Linked DNA regions of Mus musculus: regions 1 and 2 are each linked to region 3. The links are chromatin contacts, called in public Hi-C and promoter capture Hi-C maps. All regions are on one chromosome and are shown on one strand. The core of a region is the stretch at or near the end of the contact, and the rest is flanking DNA. Distances in the headings are between cores, read along the strand shown.

Region 1 (4,522 bases), core at 1,027-3,526, 2.0 Mb after region 3:
GCTATACAGAGAAACCCTGTCTCGAAAAACCAAAAAAAAAAAAACCAGAACCAAAAACAAACAAACAAAACAAAAAAGAAAAGTGAGGAAACGACAGGAGAGAATCTGCATGTCTGAAAGTTTATGTGAACTAGGAGGGCCAAAGGACCTGTGAGGCGTGATATTTCTTGTCTCTTAGAGAAGGGTGGCCTTGATTCTAAGTGTAAGCTGTCCGTGCTGGTTTGTGGACACTGCAGAATTGGGGCAGGCATTCGCACTGGCTTTTTCAAGAGGTGTGGGTCTTGGGACCAAGCGAGACCCTCAGTGTTAGAGTATTTGCCCAACATGCTCAGAGCTGACTTCAATCTCCAACAAGGAAAAGCAATGATGTTAAGTGTTTAGGTTTTCAGTATTGAAACATTTTAGTTAATTGTCCTTTCTTCTCACCCCTGCTGCGGGACTTCATCAGCATTGGCTCTCTTCCTTAGATCTGCAAAAGCCAGTGTTATCATTAGCATATCCTCACCTGACCTCATTTCCTGGGCATGTCAATTTGCCGGGCATTGTCCAGCCATGCCAAGCTTTCCCACTCCACCTCCAATGGCCTCCTGCCGCTCCCTAGTCTACATTGTCCATTCCATTTGCAGAGTAACAACTAATCTTATTTGTATGGAAGCCCCATCTGACTGCCACTTTAGACTATTTCCCTGCCACCACCAGCAGTCTCATCTCATAAGCATCCCTTTCGGCCAAAAGTTAGTCCTGTGCACAATGCAGCTGTCCAGAATGCTTCATACCAGAAAATTCTGTTATTGGATAGTATAATCCATCAAGCAATATGCACCTATATATTTTTCACCTCAAAGGTGTCGCCCCATTTTCTTCCTGTCTTGCTAGTTACTTTCTTCTACTCTAAAAGGAAGAGGGTTCCCTAATTCCCTCTCATGTACTCACAACATTTTCACTTCCGGGTCTCTTGCTTACTTTTACAGCTTCTTCACCTCTCTGTTTCCCTGTTTGCTGTCAAGTAAATCCGGCTTTCAGTTCTCTCTGCAACACCACAGCCCCAACTTTGCTGCTCCTTGTAGATACTTTATGAGTTTGGCTACATCTCCACCAACATGAGATGGAAAAGCATCTCCAGGCTTCACCACCGCCTGCCACGGGTCATGGAAACACATACTGAAGCCTAAACAAAAGGGAAACTAAGAAAAAAACATGCTTTCTAACATTTTGGAATTTAGCAAGACTGTACAAATGTCAACATAAATTCTGGCTATTTTACTTGTTTGGTCCCATTTAGCACATTGGGCAAAGGATACCTACTCGGGCTGTGACTTGAAGGCAATCGTAAATGTTAATCTTCCAGCTACAAATGTGAAATCCAAATGGCTTGCATGTTTAATGGACCCTTGAGAATGTGCTAACCAGTAAGTAAGTGGTTTTGAAAACTGTAGTCAGTTTAGCCTAGTTTCTGAGGCCCACAGATCTTATAAAGCCTAATAATAGGCCCTATTAAAATATGTTAATATAAAAATTAGGATTTGGGCTAGGCAGTGGTGGTATACACCTTTAGTTTTAGCACTTGGGAGGCAGAGACAGGCAGATCTCTGTGAGTTCAATGCCAGCCTGGTCTACAGTGCTAGTTGTAGGACAGCCACATATTATACAGTGAACCCCTGTCTCAAAAAACCACAAATAAATAAATAATTAATAAAATAATTTTTAAAGTTAAGATTTGGCAAATATAAAATTTTTCTTATTTTTTAATTTTCCCAATGAAAATAGACTATGTTAAAATTTATAGTTGTTTAAAAACAATCTATTCTATATATATATACAGCTTAAAGAATCTTATAAAATGAATTCATGGAACAGTGAATTTGTCAAAGAACTGACCACACTGGGTTAGAAACTATGACACAAGGCACGCAGTTTTCCCATCTGCAAAATGGGGTAATTAATATTAACTACTCATTCTGCAGCATAGAATAGTATTTGTAAAACTCTTAATAGTTGTGGATTTTCTGGGCCCCTCTGAGTAGGCTATTATTCAGGCTGAAGTAGGTTTAATGCTGTGGCTGTCTCTTCAGCTATTCTGTTTTCTGGGAGTGAACACCTGCCTGGAACATACCTAAGGAGTTGGTCCTTTGTTTTCTGATAATTAAAGTACTGCAGTGCTGATAGCTGACATCTGGATCCACTTTTAAAGCTTGCCCTGTGTTTTTCTGGCTCCGGGGAGACTCGTGAATTATAATGCAGTAGATGGAAATGTGGTGATGTGCTTCATTTCGCAGCGGCAATTTTATTCTTGCTTTGTTCTTTCCCCACTGTGGTGAGAGCCGCCTCACTGTTGCTGGCTCTGAGAGGTTGAGGAGCTGAGCTGAGTGCCAGAAATTTAATACACAACATAATGCCTAATTTATTTTTATTTTGGCTTTGACTTGAATTGATAAACTCACTGGGGACTTTTGTGCAGAATCAATATCCAGGGATTGATTTTTATGTTTTTAGTTTTTATTTTTAGACTCTGGATTCATGGGGAACATTAAAGTTTAAATCTCCCACTTCTGGTACTAGAGAAAAAGAAACTAGGGAAACCATTTTAATATTACATATAACTTCCACTGGGGTTTTGTTTTCTTGTACTATATACTTTTGTTTCAAATGGTAATTTCTTAGCCTGTTACACATAACAGAATCTATTTTGACTGCATTCACAGAAAAGAAGTTTATTCAAAGACAGGGAAACCCAGAGAATCACTGGGAAGTTAGAGAACAGTGAGGCAACAAGCTTGGTCACTTTAGTGCTTAAAGGTCTCCTAGACCTAGCCAGTGAGAGTGTCTGTGGTGGTTGAAGAGATATGGCCCCATAGATTCCTGTGTTTGAATGTTTGGCCATAGGGAGTGGCACTGTTAGGAGGTATGGCCTTGTTGGAGTAGGAAGTGTGTCAATCAGAGCCTCCTCCTGGCTGCCTTCAGATCAAAATGTAGAACTCTTGGCTCTTCCAGCACCATGTATGCCTGCATGCTGCCCTGCTTATCAATATAATGATAATAGGCTCACCCTCTGAAACTGTAAGCCAGCCCCAATCAAATGTTTGCCTTTATAGGCACTGCCTTGGTCATGGTGTCTCTCCCCAGCAATGGAACCCTAAGACAGCTCTCATGACTCATCTGCCAGTACTAAACACGGTGGAGGTTACTCCCCTTGTCCGGCCAGCCACTGCTGCATTAGGAATCCACCCTATCAGGGGCCTTTAACACAAACTGGAGTTTAGCAGTCTCCCTCCCTTAAGCTAATAACATTCAAATCACTGCCTGCAGGTAAAGCCAACGCCAAAGATCTGGAAACAGTTTTAGGACTCTCCTTGAGGAAGCAGCTCGTACTGTGTCTTTTTCTTCTCGCCACTATGATAATACACACGGACAAAAGCGCCTCACAGATGAAAGCATTTAGTTTTGCTCTCAGCTCCAAGTGCAGTCCACTAAGGTGGGAAGGCAAGTCAGCAGAAGCTTGACTGAAGCAACTGCTCCACAGTCAGGGAAGATGGAGCCAAGTTTGCCTGTGCCCAGCTCACTTTCTCCACTTACACAATCCAGAAGCCATGCCAGGGAAGGAACTACCCACAGTAAGAAGGGCTTCCCACCTCAATAAAGTCAACACAATTCTCGCCCAGAAGCCTCCTCCCATCCCCACCATGCTAGGTTCTATCAAGTTGAAAATTATCCATCGTGCTATGTATAGTTAGAATTCCCTAAACAAAGAAAAACACATTTTTAAAACACTGGATCCTAGAAAATGTTAAGATGTTCATGACAGCAAAGAATTACTTTTGCTTAAGAGTACATGTTAAACATTACTGCTTTAAATTATGGGTTTTGTTAGACACAAAACAGATACTATGATGACTTTCATTATGGGGAAACTGAGGCTCAGAAAGGTTATTTAGTCCCTGGCCATTTTGCTGGTAAAACGAAGAATGAAGATTCATATTCAGGCCATTTCCATTCACTGTCTTGTTAGTTTTGCAGGTAACTCTAATTTCTGTTTTCCCATCTGTAACTCATGCAGAGGCAGAGGGATGCCAAACAGTGCACTGGAGAGTGGTGTGGATACATCAGCTTTGGGAGATGAAACAAGAAGTGTATTATCTGCAAGAAAATGTAAAAGTAGTTATAAAGTAAACTAAATAGATCCACTCTTTAGAATCTTGTGGAGAAATATCAATACTAATCAAGGTGAGCAGTAAAATAGCCCTTCTTCTTGACTCTTCCCCATTTGTTGGTGTACCAATGCATGTAAAAAGTCTTCAATATTTTTTTTGCAAGTTTGTAGGCTAGGGATGTAGGTAACTTGCCTAGAAAACACAAAAACTTGTGTCTTATTCACTGGAAGAAAAGGGGGAGGAGGGGAGGAGGGGAGCAGAGGCATTACATATTAGAAGACTAAGAATGGGTTTAGACAGAAAGCAGACAGAGATTAAAATACTGAGGCATTTGATCTTAAAAAATTAGATAGAAGGTAGGGACTAGGGTGCCT
Region 2 (4,346 bases), core at 1,418-3,917, 1.6 Mb after region 3:
TCATAGGAGCCCAGGAGGCACGGCTCTGGTAACTTACCTAAATAACAAAGAATGAGCGACACCAGGGACCGCTGCAGGCCCAGCTGAACCCTGGCAACTAAATCCCCGGATGTCAGCCACACCTAGCCTGTGGCTGCCTCAGGGAGAGGCCCACCTTTAGACAATCCCCCCCCCCCCCCCCGCCACACCCCACCTCAAAGCCTGGCCTATGGGATGTCCAAAACAAACGTTGGTTCAGTTTAACACAATGCTAATTCCACTTAGACACTTATCATCTTCTTTAATAAGTGGCGTGGACTGCTCAGCATCACTGTGGGCCCCCTACACGGTAGTGAGCATCAGGTCACAGGAAGTGCTTTCTAGGAAAGAGACAGACACGTGGATTCACGAGCTGCTTTTCCCTTGGGCACAGGAAGCTCGCCAGACCACGCGGCGATGCGTGTCCACAGTGGGCAGAGACTGCTGGCATATCAGCATAAGGCACTGCTGTGGGTTCTGTTTGAGGACCGGAAGGCTGCATGACTTGGGACTCCCGGGCTACAAACACCAATCGCCAGGTTCAGGTTTGGGGAGGCAATTGGTCAGCAGGACCACGGCCTACATTGCAGCAAAACGCCTCCTTTCAATCTGGATATTACAGAAAAGCTCAAGCCCATGGCGTATTGCTGGAAGATAATTATTTCAAAACTGAACAATTAAAAGTTTAAAATTAAACAGTTGTTGAAGTATGCCCATCAAAAGAGTCAATGATGTATTAAAAGTGATTATAGCAAATTTCAATAGTATCCGGATTCTTGTCTCCTGACAAAGAGCAATTTGATTCTGCAAGTTTCTGACAGGGTAGATTTTAAGCCGTGTTCATGTTTACAAGGATGCATACACATTTGTCTCAGCCCCTTCTCAATACTCTGTCTACAGCAACTGTTCACTAGAGTCCCACCCCTCAAAAGAAGGGGGTCATAAAAACTGTCCCTATACTATTTGCTTCATTATCTCAGGTTTTGAGCTCTGCCTAAATATTACTTTATCTAATTCAAACAATTTTTTTAAAAAAATATTTTTTGATTAATTCCTCCAGTGTAGTGTTAGAGCAAGGTTAACTGTGTTGAGGTTTTTCAAGCTAGGAATTAATACAGGAATCAAGTGCTCAATAAGGTAGGACTACCTGTATTTCTAGTGGGAATATTTCATAGCACAAGCATGTTTCCTTTGGGGAGTTTAACTCAAAAAAAATTATTAAAAATTGAGATCAAACACTGGTGCAAAGCCTCAAAGGAAATCATGTGAGAGTGGAAAGATTTTTATCGAATGAAAACCGAAAAGTAAAGTTTTTATATTAAAAAAAAAAAAAGGTTTCTCCCTCATAAAAGAAAATACTATGTTTAGGGTTTAAACAGTAAAACATTTATGGATATCTAACAGAAATGTAAAGAAGTGATCACTGAATGAACGGGTGCAGATTCCACACAGCTGCATCTCAGTGGATAGGCAACCAGCATCCCTGTTCCCAAACCCTCACTCTCATATCCATCAAATGCCTGTGGACAGGGAAAGGGAGCAAGTCCCAGAGAGCTCTGACATGGGGAGGGTGGAAAGGGGGGAAAGAGGGAGACCAGAGACTACAAAAACTCAGCATCATAGTGGGCATCTGATAGCTCCCTCCAGGGACAATGAGATCTCTGGCTTACAATATGGAGGTCATTATTACTGTGACTGAGACGAAGTTAATAAACACAGACCAGGGAAACAGGGTCTGATAAAATACTTCCCTGACACAATCTTTTAACTATATACACACCAGTGTAATTTATAGCAATTACTTAATAAAAATAGAATACTATTATTTCTCTCTGTGATTCTAAGACATTCTCTTTATACTCTACATATTTCTAAAAGGAAACATTAAATTTGATTATTTTTAAAACTAGGCAACTGTGTGAAAGTCACCACCTATGAAACCCACTGAAAATCTTGTTGCTTTGTTTTTCTGAGATATGTTTCTCACCCTCTAACCCTGGATGCCCTGGTATTTACTAGGTAGACCAGGCTAGTCCCCCAGTGCTCCTCCCTGAAAAAGAAAAACCTTAAGTAATCTTCCTGCCTCTGCCTTCCAAGTTCTAGGATTACAGCATAAGCTACCACATCCAGCTAGAAAATACTATTTTCACCCTTACTATGGTCAATCAAAGGCTGCCACTCAATCAAAAGAGGAATGTGATTTCTTTTGTTTTAACCGAAATATATCTAAAGTCTAAGATGATATGTTTCCTGGATTAAAAAGTAAGATGTCCTTGCCCTAAACAAAATAATGAAATTCTATTTCCCTCCAAGCAAAGAATGTTAAACTGGGGATAATTCCAGATATGTACACCTCAAAAAGATTTCACTTCCCCTAGACTACTAGATTTATAAATTCTTTCTTTTCTGAAGTCAACCCTAAACCTCACGCTGAAGTATTTTAGCAAGCCACACCTTGAGGCTATGGTTTCCAAAGAATTCTAATCTCACAAGAATAACACAAAATAGCCAACAGGCAAGGCCAGGATTAAGGAAAGAAGGATTTCCTGTGGGGTTGGCTTATAAGCATCGGTGCAGGCTTGTGGGCACACTGAAGCAGAGCCTGGGGAAGAGCACGCAGTCTGTCTCTGGACCGCGCGGCTGCCAAACCTGGATGATGAGCGAGAATTGCTCATACCAGCTCCTGTGAGTGCTAGCTCCTCTCTCTGGTTAAGAGAAGGACAGACAGACAGGTCTATTTTCAAGCCCAAGCCTGTGTTTATTCTACATAAGGCTGCCTGTGAGGAAGGGGGCTTTCCTAAGTGGTGCTATCAGAGAACCAGAGAGCATAGTCTCAGAGGCCTCCCTTCATGGAAAGGAATTGTCTCTCTCAACCTTGCTTTCAAGCTATACATCAATCTTCAATATAATTATGTTTGACAGAATAGAAGCTCTTGGCAGTTAACTTGTTTACAATAAATGCTTAGTTTGGGAACATGGACTGTATTTCAGTCTTACAAATATCAAACACAAACCTACAACGGGCCCATTATGGGGCTGAGAATTATTTTGCTATAAATCTTTTTATTGGAGGGCCAAGGGATTTACTTTGCAGCTTGTTTTCCACTAAGCACGGGAACAGCATGAAGAGAGGGGCATTGGTATCCTGACCCTGTTCTAATTGGAATCCCATACATCTCTATCAGACAGTTCACAGTCACCCTGAACATTCAGGTTGACTCTGGCTTCCCATGGTGGCAAAATGTCAACACAAACGGTCTCACTCTAGGTGAGACCCCGTCATTCTTCTTCTCTCCCAAATCTCTTGGGAACTAATGATCACTGGCAGACTTTCAATAGTAAGCTCCCATTTGGGGTGGGAGGTATAAGTTAACCATAAAAATGTGCTTAAGGCACAAACTTGCTGGATGAATGAGCTCATAAACGGAGTTAGTTGTGCTGAAAATTACCTAGACATTCATTTGAGAGGGGCAGGAAAAAAATCAGAATCACCTTATTTACTTTTGAAAAGTGACTTCACCTGGTCTTCAACATGGAATAACTCCCATCTCGAGGACAACCTGTTCTCCTCAGGCTCCCTCAACAAAGGGCTCCTGATACCAATACCGCCAGATCCAAAAGACAGAACCTTGTCTGAAGATGCCTTTTGACCTGAGGAGGCCAGCTGTCCAACACAGCCGACTCAGCCCACCTCTGTCTCCAGAGGGACTGCTCTGCCATGGACCACACAGCCACTGACACTCTGGGAACTTGCTAGTTTTCCTACCAAGATAACCTACATCCTTCCCTTTCCATTTCTATGTGATCAGATGCCTGTAACAACCCAATCCTAACACAGTATCAACAAGCGACAGAAAAGACCATCGCAGAACAACTGAGTGGAAGTATGTTTTCCAAGATAAGGTTGGGAAGCCCAGTTGTTTCAGACAGAGAATCGATTTTCCTTTCTTTCAGTCAGTGTTAAAATAGCAGGTAACACAAATAAAACAAAATGTCTTAACTCTCAGCATCTAAAACAGTAGCCACTAATTCATGGGTTTCGTGTTGAGAAGAAGAGAAGGAAAATACTTTCTTTGCGTTATTGACTCCGCGTCCCTTTTCTATTCTTTTTTACAATGTGAACTAATGGAAAAATTGCTTAATTCACCTAAAATAATCATTCTGTTTTTAAAATTAAAGATACACTCTTAAAACCTTGACTACTTAATTGCTTTTTGCTCAGGAGAAAAGGGGGGAAACTCAGAGAAGGTGGTTGCGTGAAAGAAATACCACTTTTTACTGTACAACAAAAATTCCCTCTGAGGCAAAGAGACAAGATGCCAAGTTCC
Region 3 (4,729 bases), core at 795-3,294:
AAATTTAAAATGGCAGGCAGGAGAAGCCTTCTGAGCTTATGGCAGGAGACAGCAGAAATGAAAGACCCTTTAGATGTACTCCAATATTCTCAAGGCCGAGTGAGTTAGACAACCTCCCTGAAGAGCTCAGAGTCTTCAGCAGTTTCTGTGCATTTGTGCTCGCAGAAGGTCACAAGGGACGAGTGCAAAGGAAGGGAAGATGGAGTGCAACTGGTCGGTCGTGAGTGGAAACAAAACATTTTGCAAACCATATGCTCTATGGATGTAAATATATATGGATATAAATATATAATCATATATGGGTATATGGATGTAAATGTGTATGGAAAAAATATATATGGATATAAAGGCACACAAGCCTGTAGGATAGGAAACACTGGTATATAAGACTCATATAGGAAAATGACGAGGGAGATATCTGCAGCTTTACAGTCTTCAAAGGACAGCTCACAAGTGGCAAGTTGACAAAAGTATCAGAAAGCAGACACCCTGACATCTGTAAAAGACAAAGTTAGGTGTAATAATGAGAGAGCATCAGAAAAACAGTAGCCTAAAATTGGCTATACTTCTGAGGACAAAATATATTTTCTATGTAACAGTTATGAGAAGAAGCGCTTGCTATTTCGGTTGTAGTTCTCAACATCTCACTAGAGGGCAGTGTTGCTTCTAAAACCAGAGCTGGCCTCTCATCTAGAGGACACTCATTTCTGGGTTGCACGTATATTTAAAGAAAAGGTAAAGTCAAGTCTTTCCAGTCTTCCCTAGGAGATGGTAAATGTCAAATGTGAATTCTCCCAAGAGCCCCATCCAATTTTGACTGGTTGTAGCCCCAGGGGAGCCAGATAAAAAAAGTGAAGAGAGCTTGGAAGGAACTGGGTAGCAGATCTGATTTTAGTGTCTGTACTAACCAGTCAGTAGACAAGGTCCTTGGGCTTTCATTTCCTCTGTTAAATAAAAGAGCTGCCCTAGATGACTCCTAACACCCCAGCTCATCCTTAAAATGCTAGAATTTTAATAAATTTCTGGCCCTGAAGGGCTGAAAAATTTCTTGGTGCTATTGGCCACGTAAGGAAGAAGTAAAATCTTGAATTATGAAATAATTAGTAATTTAAATGCATTTAATGATCTAAGTGAGATTCAGTACGTCGTCCAACTCTCCAGGGACCTTAGAGCCATTGTCTACATTTGCTCATGGTGTGATTAATGCTACCGAATCCCTGCTCTCCTCTTGGTTACTAGCTTGGTGGAAGGAGCAAAATGTAATGATTTAGAATTATATGTAGAAAGGAGGCTGGACCCTCGTCGAGAACGGTTTAGGGTAGAGACTAAACCTGCCAATGACCTTGTCGCTATGTGGCTTCCATCATCTCTGTGTTTCATTCGGCGGCGTTCCCAGGGTTTTCGTTGCTCTGCTTCCTCTTACCCTACCTACCCCTTAAACCCAACTCCTTGTTGTATTGACTCAGATTACTGAGTGAATGTAGAATCCGCTCATAGAACCCGAGACAAACTGTGGAACTCCAGGGTCCTAGTGCGTGGACTTCACTTCTAAGGATTGGCAGGAGAGCCAGTGATTGACCCTTGGCTGTGCCAAGTGTCACTACTACACCCCTCCAAACACTCTAACCTTCTCGCTCAACATCTTCTTTATTCCAGATTTGCTGTTTTGCAGTGTTTCCTCCGTCATCTCACTGCCGCCCGCAAACCACCCCACCCGCGTCCCATTTCTTGAACCTTCAGGCCGCTTTCGTCTCCTTTCTAAACTTCCTAAAATGTACTCTGAGTGCCTGTGGGTGCGCACACTGGCGCGCGCATCCTCGCCTAGTACCGGGGCCAGCTGGGCTGGGCAGGCTCCGAGCAACAGAACACATTCCATTCTTCGCGCTCGGGCACACCCCTCCGCGGTGAGGATTGGTCGGCCCGAACCCCCTCGGTGAGCCTCGGCTCCTGAGAGGCCGGGGAGCCTGCCAATCCCCACGGGCTGTCAAAACAAGTCTTCCCTCCCTGTCACAGGCGAGCGGAGTGGAGGCCGCCCCGCCGCCGCACTTCCTGGGGCCGCCGTGCTGCGGTCGGCGGGCAGGTGGCTGGTGGCCGATCCGCAGTCGCCGCTCCGGCCGCGCACGTCCCGGCTCCGAGGCTCCTGGCTCCGGCGCCCACTGCCTTTTGTCTGCACAGAGCCGGCGCTCGCCTCGCGTCTCCAGTACCTCCCGCTGCTTTTCGCCTGCTTCTCCCTCCCGCTCACATCTTCTCCCCGCCCCCGCCGCCCGTCCGCGCCGGCCCGCTGACCTCCTGGACCACAGCCCGAGGACGCCTCTGCCGGAGCGATGTCTCCTTTCTACAAAGTTGTGGCTGCCACTGCAGCGGCCGTGGCGCGCTAAAACAAAGTCTAGCGGGGTTTCCTTCTGGTGCCTGAGCGCACCCGTGCCCGGGGCTGGACGCCGCTGGCGGTCGTGCTGTCTCGCCGGGAGCCTAAAACGTGCTTGGCTATGGCTGAGGGCGCGGCTAGCAGGGAGGCTCCGGCGCCTCTCGACGTTGCCGGGGGCGAAGACGACCCCCGAGCCGGCGCCGACGCTGCCTCAGGGGACGCCCCACCCCCGGCCTTGGGGGGCCGGATGAGGGACCGTCGCAGTGGGGTCGCGCTGCCGGGCGCTGCGGGGGTCCCCGCGGATAGCGAGGCCGGCCTCCTGGAGGCTGCACGAGCGACCCCCCGGCGTAGCAGCATCATCAAGGTAAGCGGAGCAGCAGCGGCCCAGAGCCTGGTATGGGTGCCGGGTGGGTAGGGGACATCCCCCCTCCAGCCCCTGGGCAGGATGTTCATTGCCCTAGGCGTCGCAGGCTGGGCATTGTTTTCTCCCACCTCCTTCATCGCCAAACCTTCCTGCCTAGTCCGGAGGTTCCCAGAATCAGCTGTTGGCCTTGAGAAGCAGAAGTGACTTCCTCTCTGACAGCGGAGGAAAAGTTCTCTGCGCTTCTGCGGTTTGATGGATGCTTTCCCTCATTTTCTCACTAACCGGTGGATGGGAGGAGGAAGGGTGAACTTGGGATAAATGCAGAGACCTGCGGGCTGGCTGTGCATTCTCCAGCGGAGAGCTAGCTTTCCCGAACAGCAAAGGCAAAGCACAGCTTACTTTTAATTGTGTGTGGGAAATCTCCCCCATACAGAAATGGTTCTGAAATCCTGAAACGCCTGAACTTTGCAGATAGGCAGGCAGAGTTTGCAGCGGACGCTGCAGCATAGAAAGGATGAAGGAAGAGCTTAGAGGTTTTGCGCTGCAGAAAACACACATCCGGGAAAACGTTCCCAGACTCCCCTAGCACCCCCAGAGGATTTGCCTTTATCCATCTGCCAAGGAATTGTAAACCTTTCTTCGCCCTATTTATTTATTTCTGTCTTCCACTTTGAACTTGTTTCCCATGTTCGAAAGTTCATCTTTTGGGTGCATGACTTTGGAGTAATCTTTTCAGGTAAGAGCCCTGGAATAGGGCTTCCTAGCATAGATCTATGTGAATACTACGTACATGTGAGATTAAAGCTGATCTTGGTAAAGCAGTCAGTGTGAATGTCCACCCATCTGTGATAAACACAGTACACCACAGGCGACAGCAAAAGGTCTAGGAGCCACCTATTATTCTTTCTGGATAGGCTCATACATTCAGAAAGCTTGCTTAGGTTTAAACCAAGCAATCGCGATGTAATGCGTGTCTTCTTTCCCACGCTAGCAGCACCAGTGTTTGTGCCCACATTCACCTATCTCCAGGCACTATCTATGATTTTTCTCCAGCATGGACACATGGAAATTAAAAAGGTACAGGGAGACTTCTATGTTAAAAGTGGATGGTAATTTAAAATATCCTGTAGTAGTTTGTTTGTTTATCTGTGCTTTTCCATAACGCGCAAAGAGACTTATATTCTGAATGTGAATTTGGATAAAGGAGAAATGGCCTTCGTTAATACTACAAGTCAGAAATCGTATTGTCTGGCAAGTATCATAATTAGGAAACAGATACATCTGGATTACAATATGTGGACCTGCGTGTATGCAAATAGTCATTGTAGTTTAAAATACATTACGATAAAAGCAGTGGTTCTTTATAATGTTGTGAAAAGCACAAGTCACAAGGTCTAAGGACTATGCAGATTCTTGCAGCAAGTTTACCTCTCCGAAATTGCTCTGAGCTGCCTGGGGTGCTACTGAAATCCAAGGGTTGTGCTCAAATGGAAGCTTGGGACTCAGCACTCAAGAAGCTGACACAGGAGGATCCTTATTTCAAACCTAACCCCCTGAACATACCTGGTCTCAAAATAAATAAGCCCCACCCTTACATTATATGATTGGCATGTGGTTTATATTATCATAAGGGTTTTTGTGAGTAATAGCACCTCTTTTGCTTTGTTTGAAGTTTGTTTTTGTGACAGAAGGAAGACAGTAGAATATTACATTTTTCTCTATTTAATGGAAATTAAGTAAATGGTATATAAAGTTAAAGATACTGCAAAAATTAGATGAGCTATTTTAAATTAGATTTATTTGCAGAATATATAATGATTTAAAACAATTAAATCTTGCGAAGGAGTGTGAAAGTAAGATGTTTTCCTACTCTGCACTCGACTCCCCCTCACATAGTCTATCCTACAGCTATTAACATTTTCTTATGCATCTTTCCAAAATAGCCCATGCATTTGTAGGCATGTATATCTATGGCGTCTCTGTGACTAACTGTTGAGGTC

What was found. Promoter capture Hi-C pulls out the DNA fragments that hold promoters and counts their contacts. Hi-C and Micro-C count contacts between places; a contact is called where the count stands out from the background.
Region 1: a contact with region 3 is called in a promoter capture Hi-C map of second pharyngeal arch cranial neural crest, with 6 times the contacts expected there. The contact joins the enhancer-like site here to the promoter of Plcl1 in region 3. A contact is called at or near these places in 6 of 39 promoter capture datasets (the 3T3-L1 cell line, 3T3-L1-derived adipocytes, cranial neural crest and 3 more), 1 of 484 Hi-C or Micro-C datasets (cerebellar granule neurons), 2 of 115 datasets of contacts at active chromatin or transcription factors (embryonic forebrain and neural tube) and 1 of 9 other capture datasets (liver).
Region 2: a Hi-C map of cortical neurons shows a contact between it and region 3, with 4 times the contacts expected there. The contact joins the enhancer-like site here to the promoter of Plcl1 in region 3. A contact is called at or near these places in 9 of 39 promoter capture datasets (the 3T3-L1 cell line, 3T3-L1-derived adipocytes, cranial neural crest and 5 more), 1 of 484 Hi-C or Micro-C datasets (cortical neurons) and 2 of 115 datasets of contacts at active chromatin or transcription factors (astrocytes and extraembryonic endoderm stem cells).

What each region holds. Positions count from the first base shown.
Region 1 is chr1:57,356,530-57,361,051 of GRCm38.p6, forward strand. It overlaps 4930558J18Rik (RIKEN cDNA 4930558J18 gene), which reads right to left. Exons shown (of 4, transcript NR_037999.1): 4 at 2,693-4,134. Among named protein-coding and RNA genes, the nearest start is that of 4930558J18Rik, 19 kb to the right of the region's middle. Within about 2 kb of position 2,277, at least 4 of the 459 cell types and tissues checked have an H3K27ac peak or open chromatin away from gene starts, as enhancers often do. A contact at or near this core is called in second pharyngeal arch cranial neural crest, where this site is marked.
Region 2 is chr1:56,955,499-56,959,844 of GRCm38.p6, forward strand. All of the region lies in intron 2 of Satb2 (special AT-rich sequence binding protein 2), which reads right to left. Among named protein-coding and RNA genes, the nearest start is that of Satb2, 14 kb to the right of the region's middle. Within about 2 kb of position 2,668, at least 6 of the 459 cell types and tissues checked have an H3K27ac peak or open chromatin away from gene starts, as enhancers often do. A contact at or near this core is called in cortical neurons, where this site is marked.
Region 3 is chr1:55,403,902-55,408,630 of GRCm38.p6, forward strand. It overlaps Plcl1 (phospholipase C-like 1), which reads left to right and starts at 2,045. Exons shown (of 6, transcript NM_001114663.1): 1 at 2,045-2,729. The coding sequence starts at 2,487. It also overlaps the pseudogene Gm8531.